Regions from separate parts of the Xenopus laevis genome. Here region 2 is linked to region 1. Evidence: chromatin contacts called from public Hi-C data. All regions are on one chromosome and are shown on one strand. Each heading gives the region's core, a stretch centred on a gene start, on an enhancer-like site or on the middle of the called end of the contact. The rest is flanking DNA. Distances are from core to core; before and after follow the strand shown. Region 1 holds the start of LOC108695792 (heparan-alpha-glucosaminide N-acetyltransferase). Region 2 overlaps ret.L (proto-oncogene tyrosine-protein kinase receptor Ret).

Evidence for each region. Hi-C and Micro-C count contacts between places; a contact is called where the count stands out from the background.
Region 2: a contact with region 1 is called in a Hi-C map of the XTC cell line, with 5 times the contacts expected there. The contact joins the enhancer-like site here to the promoter of LOC108695792 in region 1. A contact is called at or near these places in 2 of 4 Hi-C or Micro-C datasets (the XL177 cell line and the XTC cell line).

What each region holds. Positions count from the first base shown.
Region 1 is chr7L:48,527,985-48,535,519 of Xenopus_laevis_v10.1, reverse strand. LOC108695792 (heparan-alpha-glucosaminide N-acetyltransferase) reads right to left here and starts at 4,754. Exons shown (of 18, transcript XM_041568935.1): 1 at 4,661-4,754; 2 at 979-1,073. The coding sequence starts at 4,733.
Region 2 is chr7L:48,785,700-48,793,234 of Xenopus_laevis_v10.1, reverse strand. It overlaps ret.L (proto-oncogene tyrosine-protein kinase receptor Ret), which reads right to left. Exons shown (of 20, transcript XM_018225532.2): 2 at 2,429-2,662. Among protein-coding and RNA genes, the nearest start is that of ret.L, 26 kb to the right of the region's middle. Within about 2 kb of position 3,459, at least 1 of the 7 cell types and tissues checked has an H3K27ac peak or open chromatin away from gene starts, as enhancers often do.

The sequences.
Region 1 (7,535 bases), core at 3,505-6,004:
TAAGAAAATGTTTAAACATTACTCCAATAAGGATTAATTATATCTTAGAATAAAGTGCAATATACTGTTTTAATATTAGTAATTAGTATGCCTGTCTGGTAACTTGAATAGAAAGTTATCCAAAATGCTTGGACCTGGGGGTTTTCTGGATAAGGGTTCTTTCTATAATTTGGATCTCCATTCCTCAAGTCTACTAAGAAATTTTTTTAACAATACTCCAATAAGGATTAATTATATCTTAGAATGAAGTGCAATGTACTGTTTTAATATTAAAGAGACAAATGAAATAATAAAAAAAAATTAGAATTATTGGATTAAAATGGAGTCTATAAGAGAATGCCTTCCCATAATTTGGAGCTTTCTGGTTAATAGGTTTCAGGATAATGGATCTCATACCTATAATGTTTTCTTAACAGAATATGTTATGGTCACATACTAAAGAGCATAAGATGTCAGCCATGTTTTTGAATTAAACAAGCTTAGAGTGCAGTACAGTGCTTAGCATGTCTTAAGACTGTCCCTAATACTGTATAGTTATTTTGTGGTATACTACTAAGGGAAAGGGGTGAATTGCCAGGCAAACCAGAACTGATCTGACTGATACATATACAGTATGATAAACCAGAGAATGGGAAGTTCTGCTTGGGAGGGGACTTTCCTACAATATATTTATCATACAGACAAGACTGTAATTAGTAAAAACAGTGTATGTAAATACATAGGTGGCATTTAGTTATGCAGCAGTTTATGTAGCAGGTATCATTAGAAAAGAGGGAGATGGGAGACTGAAACAAAAGTAAATAATCACAGCAGAGGACTCCAACACCAGAAATGGAAAAGAATTAAAAAACAAAAAGGTGGGAAATAGGTTGGTCCTTTTGTAAGAGAACAGAGCGGCTCAGACAATATAGAAAAGGACATCATTTCAGATTATGGTAATAAAACAACTTGTACAAAGCACTTAATAGTATATCTTACTTGATAGCAGTAATCACTGACATACAGCAGGTTAATAGGATGACTGAGATAGCTGGACACTGTTAATAAAGCTTCATCAAATTCCAACATATCTACTAAAATAAATAAGAAATTAGCGTTAATGCACATTGATTGTCAGATTTGTTATTCATATATATTGTATTACTAGTAATATTGTCTCATATCATGAATGGTGAATAGAAGTTTTATGTTTTTATCATAATAAATTCTTCTCTTGCACTTCTTTTCTTGGTCTTGCTTTCTTTCAAGTACTCTCTTCTTCCTCCTTTTTGTTCCTCTCCTTTCTATTTTGGCCTATGTTTCTTTTGCTTTATGTTTTACATTCCCACTTTTCTTGGTTTTATGCTTACCACTTTTCTCTCCATAAATCTAAAACTTTGTATGAGACAGTAGACACAGTGTCAATCTAAGATTTAAAGTGTTCCCTACAGAAAAACCCACCCATGTACTATTTATTCCTATGGGATTTTTAGAAGAGTATTTATCAATCATTGAAAGTTAGAATTTTCCATTTCATAAGTATGCTTCTAAAAATCCCATAGAAAGTGGGTGAGTTTTTCTGTGGTGAGCTCTAATATAATACTTTGATAAATCTGACCCCAAGGGGTACATTTATCAAAGAGTGAAGTAAGTCCTGTAGAGTGAAATTCTGCCACTCTCCATTCATTTCTGTGGGATTTTTAAAAGATTATTTATCAATGGGTGAAAGTGAAAGTTCATCCTTTGATAAATACGCCTTTCAAAATCCTATAGAAATGAATGGAGAGTGGCAGAATTTCACTCTAGAGGACTGTGGCGACCTCTAACTTCACTTTTTTGATAAATATACCCCCAAGTGTGACATTGTAGTATAGGTATGGGATCCATTATCTGGAAACCCCTTATCCAAAACGCTCTGAATTACAGAAAGCCCATCTCCCATAGACTTCATTTTATCCTAATAACCCAATTTTAAAAATTATTTCCTTTTTCTCTGTAATTATAAAACAGTACCTTGTACTAAGATACTAAGATATACAGTAATTAATCCTTATTGGAAGCAAACCCAGCCTATTGGGTTTATTTATTATTTACATGATTTTCTAGTAGGCTTAAGGTATGTAGATCCAAATTATGGAAAGATCAGTTATCCGGAAAAACCCAGGTGCCAAGCAGTCTGGATAAACAGATCCCATGCATGTACTATAATTTATACCTGTCCTCGACTGCAGCGTCTGTTGAATCTGTTAGCAGACAATACACTCATTATGTATTACAGAGCTTCATATCAGTCACTGATATATTTTATTCTCCCTGCCAGCAATCTTGAGACAGGTTGAGCACAAGCAAACTTGCAACTATTTAAAAATATTGAGCAACAGCAAATCAGTGGATGTTCACAGCTAAAATGGCACCAGAGCTAGCTGCCAGCTCCAATAGTTACAGTGAAAAATGAATGCACCTATATATAAAGCAATAGTGTGGGAGGTGCAGTTACCTTAAAGTACAGTAACACCTAACAACCAGTTTGCATGTTGCATTCACTAATCTGCTGAAAGTATCAGGCTAAAGTAAACAAATCAATTAAAACAATTTTCTAATAGGGAAGTAAACTTTGGGGGACATGTAATAAAACATATTGCACCAACCAAACTGGGTTCAATCATCTTGGGTTTCTAAAATCATCAGTAAGCATCCATGCAATTAAAATGACTGACACCACTAGATAATTATACTTCTTTTACTATGGGAAATTGTGTCCCAGAATCAGGATGTGATGCAGGCAAAGTTGGCAGCCACAAACCCTGTGCTAGACTGCAGCTACATATTTAGTATGCAGGCATGTGGTTGGGGAGGGAGGCCTCTGCATTCAAAGAAGCAGGTTTAGGTCTTCTTTAAACAGGACACTATGGGAAATGACATTTCTGTATTTCAGAAGGATCTGGATAAAGAACCCCTTATCGTTAGATACAAATTTCAGATTTTTTTAAACTTACTTTAAGAGAAAATAATCAGACAAATGTAGTTCAATTATTCATAGCTCCTAAATAAATACTGAAAAACATTGTTCCTGTATAAACACAACTAGCATAAACTGTAGGGATGTAGCGAACTGCCGATTTGGTGTTCGCGAACGCCGTTCGCGAACACCGGCAAAAAATGCGAACGTTCGCGGACAGTTCGCGAACTTCGAACACCCGCTAAAATCATTCAATCGGATTTTAATCATTCGTTCGAAGGATTTTCATTCGAATCGAACGATCGAAGCCATTCGATCGAATGCTTTTCATTCGATCGAATGCTTACAATCGTTCGAACGAATGGAAATCGTTCGATTTTTAGCGGTCGAAGGAATTCGAATGGTCGAATGGTCGAACGACTTGTATTCGAATCGAACGCGAACTCAAAATGCGAACGTTCCCAAACGTTCGCGAACATTCGGCGGACGCGAACGGTCGAAGTTCGCGCAAACTAGTTCGCAGCAGAACAGTTCGCTACATCCCTAATAAACTGTACTTTTTATGGGGAAGATTTACGTGCAGCATTGAATTAGTACAGTAATATTTTGCAACCAATCAAGTGGGTTACTATTGAAAGCAAATGGTATTTAATATTCTTGTTGAGGGACAATATTGTAGGTTCTGGCTACTGCAAAATTAAATCTATTTGTACAAAGTCATAAGTGTCTAGATAATATAAGTAATATACAGCAGGTTTTCTCAAAAAAAATATCTGATATAAAATATGTGAAATGTTTCAGCTGAACTACACTACACTAAGAATGTGTATATATACAATATTTTATAAATAGACTGCACTTCATTGAAAATCCATCACTTTCCAGTATGCAAACATGGTACATATTTTATGGCACTTGAAAAGTTCCAATTATTTTAAATATGTTTTTTACATTGCCCCAATGAAATACAATTTTGAATACAAAAGAAAGTCTGTTAGACTGACAATACAAGCATAAACTATTAATTCAGAGGTCAATTTGCTGCAGGATATTTTCCTCTCCATGAAGAAACTGCAGGTGCTGCCACCAGGTTTTGGAGCAAGAAGTCCATTTGGGGCTCAGCAGATTTACCTCACGCGTGTTTCAATGAGAAATGTATTTGTTTTGCTGTAAACACAGTATTCTTTGTGGGAAAGCAGATATGTGACCATCTGGCTGTTAATTACATAAATATCAAGCTCAGTCAGTTAGCTGTGTATTAAAGCAGAACAAAACCATAAAAATGAATATGGCTAAAAATGCCATATTGTATATACTGAATTTATTGCACCAGCGTAAAGTTTCAGCTTCTCAATAGCAGCAACTAGTTGCACTGGTTTCTATGCTACCATGTAGTAATTATCTGTACTAATCAGCCTAATACTGTGACATTTATATTCCATGTGTACTATATCTTGAGTCTGTCCCTAAGCTCAGTAAGTGACAGCAGCACAGAACATGTACACTGAATCAGCAGAAAAGAAAATGGGGAGCTACTGGGGCATCTTTGGAGGCACAGATCATCCCTGCTAAAGGGCTGTGGTTGCCTTGGGCTGGTACAGAAGCCCAAAACACAGTGTACAACATTTCTAGCCTACTTCTTTAGTTAAGCTTTAGTTCTCCTTTAGGTAGCACTATGTGAGTACTAAAGCATTCCTCTGCAGTAAAAGCCACTTTCTTTACCTGTGAGAGAGACAGAACGTTGAATAGAGACAAATAAAACAAACAGCAGGATTCCTGAGCGTCCATTCCCCATGACGAGTCTGTTTAATGAGCTTTGTACCTTCTCGAAAAAGTGCCTTAAAAAGGATTAAGAAAAAAAACAAAAAACTAATAGAATAAAATAACTGGTTAAAGTCCATAAAAAACTGCTACTATATCTGGCAACAAAGAAGGTGCAATAAAGTAAAGTAAACACATTATTGGCATCCTTATTTTGTACTTTGAGGCCAATGGTTGTGGAAGCAGCATGAAAGTCCACTTTGAGCGTTTAGCTATGGTCCACACGGATATATTTAGCCCAGAACTTCCTACTCGAAATGTAGCGATATGGAAATATAGAAGAAAGCTATATCACTACTGAAGTTTAAAAAGAATGATCAGTTATTCATCTATGTTGTGGTGCAACTTGTTAAATGTTTTTAAAGGGGTTGTTAGCCTTCTAATCCCTTTTTTCCCAGTTCATTTGTTTTTCAGATTGTTCGCCAGAAATAAAGCCTTTTTTTCAATTGTTTTATTTTTTACTATTTTTCCAAAATTGAAGTTTAATGTTCAATGTTCCTGTCTCTGGTGTTTCAGTATGGCAGCTCAGTAATCCAGGAACAAATTCAGTTCAACTGCTTTCAGATCATCAGAAATAAAGACTTTTTTCAATCACCTATTTGTGACCATTTTTGTAATATTGAAGTCTAAATTTAAATTGTTCACCTTCTTATGTCTTTCTAAAACTGCTCAGAGAATGGGCTCACTCAGCAATGCTGTAAACTGTTCTAAATTGATACATTAGCTGATACATTTTTTATCTTTGGCCCTGCTGAGCAGAATCCCTGAGTTTCATTAAAGGCAGCTGTTATAAATGATACAATATTCCACAAGGTACTGCTGGGAATTGTATCAACCAATGTAGCAAATTGAAACAGTTCAGGATCTACATCTGGATCGCTAAGCTGCCAGACTGAAACACCAGACAGGAACATTAAACTTTGATTTTGGAAAAACAGTTAAGAATAAAAGATCGGAAGCAAGTGAAAAAAGATTTGGAAAAAAAGTGTTTGGAAGGTGAACAACCCTTTTACATAAATGGGTCCACTAGCCATATAGTACAGTCATATGAAAAACTTTAGGAACCCCTCTCAGTCTGCATAATAATTTACTCCACTTTCAACAAAAAAAGATAACAGTGGTATGTCATTTCCCAGGAACATCTGAGTACTGGGGTGTTTTCTGAACAAAGATTTTTAGTGAAGCAGTATTCAGTTGTATGAGATTAAGTCAAATGTGAAAAACTGGCTGAGCAAAAATGTGGGTACCCTTGTAATTTTGTTAATTTGAATGCATGTAACTTCTCAATACTGATTACTGGCAACACTAAGGGCTCTTACAGACGAGAGTTTTTACCTGCGCTCCCCTGCGTCACATTTTTCTGCGTTAAGCTGCAGGGGAGTGCAGGAATAGACGCATTACATTTTTTCCAATGGGGCTGTACTCACACAGGCGCGTGTAGGCGCCGAACGCAGGTTGAGACGCAACATGCTGGAAAAACGGAACGCAGGGGAGTGCAGGTAAAAACTCTCATCTGTAAGAGCCCTAAATCGGTTGGATTAGCTCGTTAAGCCTTGAACTTCATAGGCAGGTGTGTCCAATCATGAGAAAATATTAAGGGCTCTTACACATGGGTGTTTTGTGCACTTCCAGTGTGTTGCACTTTCCTCCATTCAGCCGCAGGGGAGCGCAGGAGTAGACACACTGAATTATTGTCAATGGGGCTGTACTCAAACAGACGCGTGTATGCACCGAACGCAGGTAAAATGCAAAATGCTGCATCCCAACCTGTGTTTGGCGCTTACATGCGTCTGTGTGAGGTTGATGAGAAAGAAGCCCTTTCTGCACTCACGCAAACACAAACAGAGTCACTTATTGTATGCAAAAGCTCGTTTAGACAAGCCACAGTCATTTTGGAACAAAGTGCTTTGGACTGATGAGACAAAAATTTAGTTATTTGGTCATAAAAAGCACTTTCCAAGAAAAACACCTGCTACCTACTGTCAAATTTGGTGGAGGTTCCATCATTCTGTGGGGCTGGTTAAGGGACTGGGGCCCTTGTTAAAGTCGAGGGTCAGACAAATTCAACCCAATAACAACAAATTCTTCAGGATAATGTTCAAGCATCAGTAACAAAGTTGAAGTTACGCAGGGGTTGGATATTCCAACAAAACAATGACCCTAAACACACTTCAAAATCTATAAAGGCATTTATGCAGAGGGAGAAGTTCAATATTCTGGAATGGCCGTCACAGTCCCCCGACTTGAATATCAAGGAAAATCTATGGGATGATTTGAAGCAGGCTGTCCATGCTCGTCAGCCATCAAATTTAACTTAACTTGAGAGATTTTGTATGGACGAATGGTCAAAAATACCACCAACCAGAATCCAGACACTCATCAAAGGTTATAGGAGGCGTCAAGAGGCTGTTAAATTTGCAAAAACAGGATTTTTTGATACTCACCGTTAAATCCTTTTCTCTGTAGTCGATAGGGGGACACAGGGAACAGCTGGGGTTAAGCTCCACCCTCCGGAGGCAGGACACTTGAATAATTGATTAAAGGGGCGTGACCTAGGGTCTGGCTTAACCCGGTGCTACGCCAACCTAATCAGTTTGTACCAAAGAGACTGCTAGCATAAGAAAAAACAAAACTGAATGAGCAGAACGGTAACTCAGGGAGTATTCCCTTATGGACCAACTTGGTCAACATCTCGCCGCGGGGCGGGAAGCCCTGTGTCCCCCTATCGACTACAGAGAAAAGGATTTAACGGTGAGTATCAAAAAATCCTGTTTTC
Region 2 (7,535 bases), core at 2,210-4,709, 260 kb before region 1:
ATGTGAAAACCGAAAACCATGTTGGAGAGAATTGAATAACTTTGTTAAGTAGGGGGCTAATGTTAAAGCAAATTTTTTATAATAGGTTACCAAAAATCCATTGGGACCCGGGGCCTTGCCAGATTTTAAATGTTTAATTGCTGCGGTTACCTCCTCAATGGTTACATCAGTTTCTATAGTTTCAAGCTGGGTGTCAGTAAATGTAGGGAGCTGAATATTCTGCAATAGCTTTTTATATTTGGCAGAGTTTGGGTCTCCTGCACTAGAATATAGCTTCTTATAAAACGTTGTGAATTCCTGTGCTATTTTTGCAGGGTTATTTGTTATCCCTCCAGTATGTTGCTTAATGGGATGGACGAGTATAGCACGAGGGCTGTCTTAGGCTGTTTTTTACGTCTAGAACCCAGCTGAATAAATCTGCCGCGAATAACTGCTTTATGGGCTTCCCAAAGGGTAATTACATGCGATACGGAAGTTTCATTCTCCTTAAAGTAGTGTGTTAAAATAGATTCATTATCTGACACTATATCTGGGATCATAAGTAAAGAATCATTAAGTTTCCATTGATACCCTCTGGCTGCCTGTCAATGTTAATTTGAAGAGAAACTGGGGAATGATCTGACCATGGAACATTTAAAATCTTAACAGCACGTATTTATTATTATTATTATTATTATTAACATGTATTTATATAGCACGTACTTGAGGTGTGTAATCTTGCAAGATAAATAAATGAACTATTTGCGTATAAACCTTATGGGGATAGGAATAATGGGTATAGCCATTACTGTACAGATTATTTTTCCCTCCAAACATCAACTAATGAGTGGCATTCCACTCGGATAGAGTAAATATTGGAAATTTCAGATGTGGAAAGTGGAGTGGCCTGTCTGTCCCATCCTGTATCCAGAATCAAGTTTGAATCTCCACATATAATAAGACCCCCCTCTTTTCCCACCTGACTCTGTTGAATTATCCGGGACAGAGACAAAAGGTGATTTTGGTTGGGTGCGTAGTACGTTACAATGGTAAATCTGGAATCTTGAAGTAGTAGTTTTATTTGTAGAAATCTACCCTCTGGGTTTGCAACTACATTTTCCACTATAACAGGCAGCCCGGCTCTAAAAAAGATAGCAACCCCTTTTGTTTTTGTGGGCCCCCTGAACATATGAAATAAGGGATACCTATGGTGAAAATACTTAAGGAAGGAGGTATGGCTAAATTAATTTTTAGATTGTCTGTCCCACAGCTAAAGGAAGCCTTTTATGCTGGCACTGCTGAGCAGACACGCAATGAAAAATCACACCTAAAACACAAACTAGTTCAGTAAATGAATGTATATTAGAAATTAACTTAAAATAGAAATTAGTGATGCATAAAGCTGCTCATTCATTAAGATTGTCACCCCTGCCAAACAAGTGGTTGGTAGTGTAATGGCAAAAGAATAGCTAGGGAGTAACTGCACCACTTTATTTTTTTTATATATATTTTTTTAAATTATAGTCTTTTGTTCTTTTTTGTTTGCTGGTATTTTTATTCAACAAAATCGCTTAAAAGTATAGCACTGGCTTCTAGAGGTCATCTTGAAACTTTATAGTACAGTGTAATTACTTGTAATTTTATGTTTATTTGTCATACTAATTTGTTTATCAGCCATCTACTTTGTTGATGTACTAAATGTTTGTTAGACACTCTGCTCAAAAACAAGTTGCTGAAGAAGTTCCATAAATGCTGCTATGAGTATCTTCTGAATAGCTTTGACATCATTACTCAGACGCTGAAATGTTCAAGTGACCTAGCTAATGAAATCTAAAAATTGAATTTTAGCTTTGCAGGAAAGATTCTCCTTTATAGCTCTATATAATTCACGCTGAAGTTTGTGTTAGTGGATATAACAAGGGACTGATTGTGTAAAGAATAAATAGAATAATATTTTACCTCATTATAAAATGTACCTCTTGTACATAAAATTGTCAGCTGCTAATGAAATACTAGTTTTTAGTATTTTGGATCATAACAAACTTCAATGGAGTACTAAATTTAATAAAACGTGATTGCTACCCAAATGAGGTGGCCAGTAGAGTAACTGGAACAGCCCAAATGTTTATTTATACATAGTTATTTGGTATGCATGTTTGTAGGTAGCATAGAAGTCAAAGGGACTTATGACCTCTCCTTCCTTTCTATAGCAAAGTAAAGACATGTTCATTCTCAAAATATACATAAATAAACTAAAAAGAAATGTGGAGTGTAACTTATTGTTTCCATACAATATTGCGTGATTACATAATGATAAATTACATTGGTAGTCATTCTTGCATCAGCTGAGACGTTCCTTAAGAAAACATCAATAATAAATGGTCATAAGAAGATGGTGCAAATAAATTATTTGAAAAAAGCAGACTTCAAGTATCTCTTACAAACTTACAGAAGACTTCATAGACACTCCTGTCAAGACTCCGATTGAGGTAGAGGATTCCTGTATGCTCATCTATCCGGAACCAATGAACCAATCTACTCAAGTAGATATTTTGGCAAAAGTGAGGTTTTTCCAGTGGTGAGTCCTTCATCACATGGACCTGTAGGAGTAGTGTCCCAGCTGGTTGATCCATATATAAATTCTCAGAATAATCCTTTCTTAGAAAGTAAAGTCCAGAGGTCACTGCCAGTATCAGAAAAAAAGACAGAATATCAACAGCCATTATTATTTCACTAATTCTACTGCAGCCTTGCATTATGCATGTTTCATAAACAGCAAGATATGTCTGTTAAATTACTCTTTACATATCATACATTGGAAACCAAGGCCCTGAACATTAATTAGCAGACCTGTTAAGAAATCTTAGCAATATACCTTTGGCATTTATTCACATTTAGGCACATTTACCCTGAATAATTTTTTAAGGGTAAAGCAAGCAATGGCCTGGAATTCCACATATTTTATAGATTTTGTATAGTACTAATTTAACAATAGTAGGTGTGAATGAAATGAAAATTGTTCAGGATCTATCCTTCTGCCATGTGCAAGGAGGACATGCAAAATTGTTGTAAACACACACACACAAACACACACACCTAAATGAAAATTATACTGAGTGATCTGTTTTATTGTCCGTTTAGTGCAAATCTGAATTTAATAACATGGTACTGTACTAATCCTGAAGAGCAAGACATTTATGCCATGTACAGTATATATACTTATTACATGTAATTTAGAGTATTTCATTTAATGTATTGCAGTTGAATTTCTTTGTTTTTATAACATAAATTGAGGTAAAGGTAATCCTTTTGAGAGCAACAATATTCCAGAAATTTAGGCCAAAAATGCAGATAATGGGAACTTGATTTTTGGATGCAGATAGGATTTGGCAATAATAATTGTTCAGTACAGCCACATGAGGTCACTATGCACCCCATATCCTCTCTTGTCAGTGAGAAAACACATGGAAGGAAAGGTCAGTTCACATTTTCCAAACCTGCTGTTCAACAGGACTAGTTGAAGGTAAAATGCAAGTTCCTTTGTCACTTCTTGTGTTGTGTATCTTATGGAGATGATGTTTGTTACAGGGCATAAATATATATAAAAAGCTGGTAAACGTAAATTTGTTTACAAAATAAGGAAAAGTGACAGAAAAATAAAAGGTGCAGCAAGAAGAAGCTGACTGACAAATAATAGTGGCAACTGGAGATGGTACAAGGGCTTCTTATTAACAATGCATGGCAATTTGGCTAGAGGTTAAAGAAATTCCATCATAAATTAATAGTAAATGGTAATGTGACAGTTTTAGGTGAAAAAAATGTATAGTTCTGATTGCCTATAAGAATTATTAATTAATTTGCTAATGGCCACCAGCCTATACAAAAGGAGAACCATAGAACAGTATAGTTTTGCATTGAATTCACTGTAAACAATTTGCTTATTTGCTTCGGTTGTGGGATACTGAGTGTGAGTGTAGGGGGCACTTGCGCCCATATCAATGCAAGTGCAAGCTGTAGTCTATACCTTTCAGCAGGCCCGGATTTGTGGAGCGGCCACCAAGGCCCGGGCCTAAGGCGGCAGGATTCTAGGGGACGGCATGCTGCCCAACCACACCTGCATTGATTCGGAAACACTGGGGATGCGCAGGAGATACAATAGTTTTTTTAATTTCCCGTGCGCCAATCCCCATTGCTCCAGTCCTGATGATGAAAATTTGAGCGAATAAAAGGGAGGATATGGGGGCGACTAACGACAGCGGGCCTAGGGGCAACCGCTATGTAAATCTGGCCCTGCCTTTCAGTTAATTAAACATTTAGCTTCCATAAGCAGCACTTCACTGCCAAAAAATAACTGGTGCAGGGCTTTGGCAAACTGACTATCTCTATATAGTCCTTTATACTTTTGGCTTCTCAGGCACCAAACTTAAATTGCAAGTTCTATGTATGAGCAAGCATTCTTGTTCAAGACACATCTGTACAGTTATAAAAAAAAAACATATGTAATAAGAGGCACTATGTTTGCCCAGGAGCAGTAACCAATAGCAACCAATAAGATGTTTGCTTTTAAACAGGTGACATGAAATACATCCATACAATACGTGTCTGTGCGTTTGGTTAACTGAAACAGGTGGTCTGTACATCTATGATTTATTATTGAAATATTAATGAAATATATGCCTATATTTAGCTTTCAATTGCAGTAATTAAGCTATATTTATACAAATATTACAGAAGGAATGTCTTTATTCACCTTGTTGAGCTCTCTTTCTGTAGGGAAGAAATGGAAAATTAAACTAGAACTTAGCATCTTCTCCATATCATATTAAGCATCAATCAATATATATGCTTTCCCCTTATTAATTGTCAGCTGCTAGGCTTGCATTTATTAAAGCCCTTCCTATTAGTTTGAGGACAGTGGGAGCAGTGAAAACCACCGCATATGATAGGGCTGGCTATTCTGAACGGCTGCTCTGCAATTGTATCTCGTCAGCATATATCTATGAGAGCTGGCATAATATCAATAAATGACATCCCCAGTGGGAATGTATTGATTGAGAATAATAATATCCGGCCAGTGGTAGAAAGGTATACTGTAACATAGGACAGGCCAAGTTAATAATGACTCCTCACTTTACAGCAAGGATTTTCAATTATCAAAATGTACACATAAAGAGCTGATAAAATTAAAAATACTAACATTGATGGGTCTTGTTCTACTTGCCCTCAAGCATAAAGGGAATGTTCACCTTCAGTTCAAAAGCAATAGTTCTCATCATTTCATTATCATAAATGCAATTTGGTTTGATTAAAAATCAAGCAGAGATAAGTTCCAGATATACATCACTCACTCTGCGATATGTGCCACCCTTTTACAGTGTCTGACGTGAAGGCAGCATGTGGTTTGCAACTCTATCCAAAAGCATTGAATAGGGGGGCGAGTGTTACCTTGTGATGTGTGGTATTGGAAAATTTATTTTTTTAATCAAACAAATGTAAATATGACTAAAATAATAAATACATTTATTTTTGACAGGTGAACATCTCCTTTATTATAAAGAGGGGGAAATGAGATTTCATTAACAGAAATAAATGTTGTGTTTTTGTAACTCACTTCAGGACTAAACTCAATTAATAACAGGGATGCAACGAATCCACTTTTTTGAATTCGGCAGAACCCCCGAATACTTCTCAAAAGATTCGGCTGAATACCGAAGCAAATAGTTTTTTTTGCATATGTAAATTAAGGATTCGGATTCGGTTCGGCTCAGCAGAAGGATTCGGCCGAATCCAAATCCTGCTGAAAAAGGCCAAAATCCTGGCCGAATCCCGAACCAAAACTAATAAAGCAGGGTGATGTTTGTGGGTTTTCCCGGTTCACTGGATCTCTATAAATTTAGGGGGTTATTTATTAAAATATTTTCTGATCAGGCTTTTAAAAAGGAGAACTGTAATAAAAATACCTGGTGGTCTAGTGGTGCGGCGGCGTGGACGGCCGCCACGCCGCCGCGCTCCTTCTCCTGCCTCCAGTGCCGGCACAATCTTGGTTTCTTAGGGCACCTGCGTGCCTCTTAAAGGTACAGGCGCGCTGGCGCACGTTTTAGCGCAAAATTTGAAAGTATTTAAGGCCCATTCATACTCCCAGCCAGTGCCCGTGATAGAACTTGTTTCTAGTGGTTCCTGAGCCTTGTGCGTCTGATCTGTTCTGTATCTAGTCCTTTTGATTACCCGTGTTTGACCCAGCCTGTTCCTGACTATTCTGCATTCTGTATCCTGACCCTCGCCTGCCTACGACAACTCTTCCTGCTTAACCCCTTGATTGACAACCCGGTTTGACCCTTGCCTGCCTGACGATTCTTGATATCTGCCTGCCTCAACCTTGCCTGTCTGACGATACTCTTGCCTGCTCCATTTGTACCGTGATCTTCGGCCCAAAAGACTCTGCTAACAGCCGTGCCCCTTCGCCAGCCAGAACATCTCGCCTTGCACCCCTCGTTAAGTCCAGGTGGCACCCAATTAAGCTGAGGGCTCCTCCCGAAGCCCAACGGTGGTCACACTACTGGTGAAGCCGAGCCGAGACCAGGGTGCTTGGCATTTGTTCTCGTATCGGGTGCGGGCCGTGACATTATCACGGGCCATGGAGGACGAAAGTCACGATGATGCTGCTGCTCCTCCTGCTTCAACTCCTCCCATTACCACCGAAGCGCTTCTTACCACCTTGCTACAGCGCTTGGAGGAGCATGAGCGGAAGCAGAACAATCTCCTACAGGGTTTTCACAATCTAACCCGTCAGCTGGAGAATCCGCAAGTTCCGCAGCAGCTGCCTGTTCCTGTTTCTCCTGTGGGTTCTTCTGCTATGTGGGGTAATACTACCAGACCCCATGAACCCAAAATTGTGTTCCCCGAAAAGTTTAGTGGGGATCGCACCAAATTTTTTGTGTTTAAGGAGGCATGCAAACTGTACCTTGGTTTCTTTTCTCACTCATTTTCATCTGGTGAGGAGAAAGTAAGGTTGTTATGACCCTGCTTTCGGGTGACCCCCAAATTTGGGCCCTAAGGCTGCCTATTTCTGACCCGGCACGCTATTCCCTAGAGGCATTTTTTAACAGCATGGCAATTCTTTACGATGACCCGGATCGCGCATCTTCTGCCGATTCCGCGATTCGTAAGTTGCGCCAGGGGAGAAGGGATGCGGAGGTGTATTGCACTGAGTTCCGCCGGTGGGCAGTAGAAACCGGGTGGAACGACATGGCTCTACGTAGTCAGTTCCGTTTGGGGTTAGCTGATCCTGTCAAGGACAGTCTTGTTAATTACCCCCTATCTTCCAACCTGGATGACCTCATGTCTCTCGCCATCCAGGTAGATAGGAGACAAAGGGAGAGAAGGGGTGAGAGGGGTGGTTCTACTTATTCTGGGGTTACTAATGTTAAGTGTAATATGGTGACCAATGTTAAGTTTTCAAACCCCTCTGTGCCTCTACCTCAGGAGGAACCTATACAGTTAGGCATCTCTCATCTAACTCCTGAGGAAAAGGCACGCAGGTGTTCCCAAGGTTTATG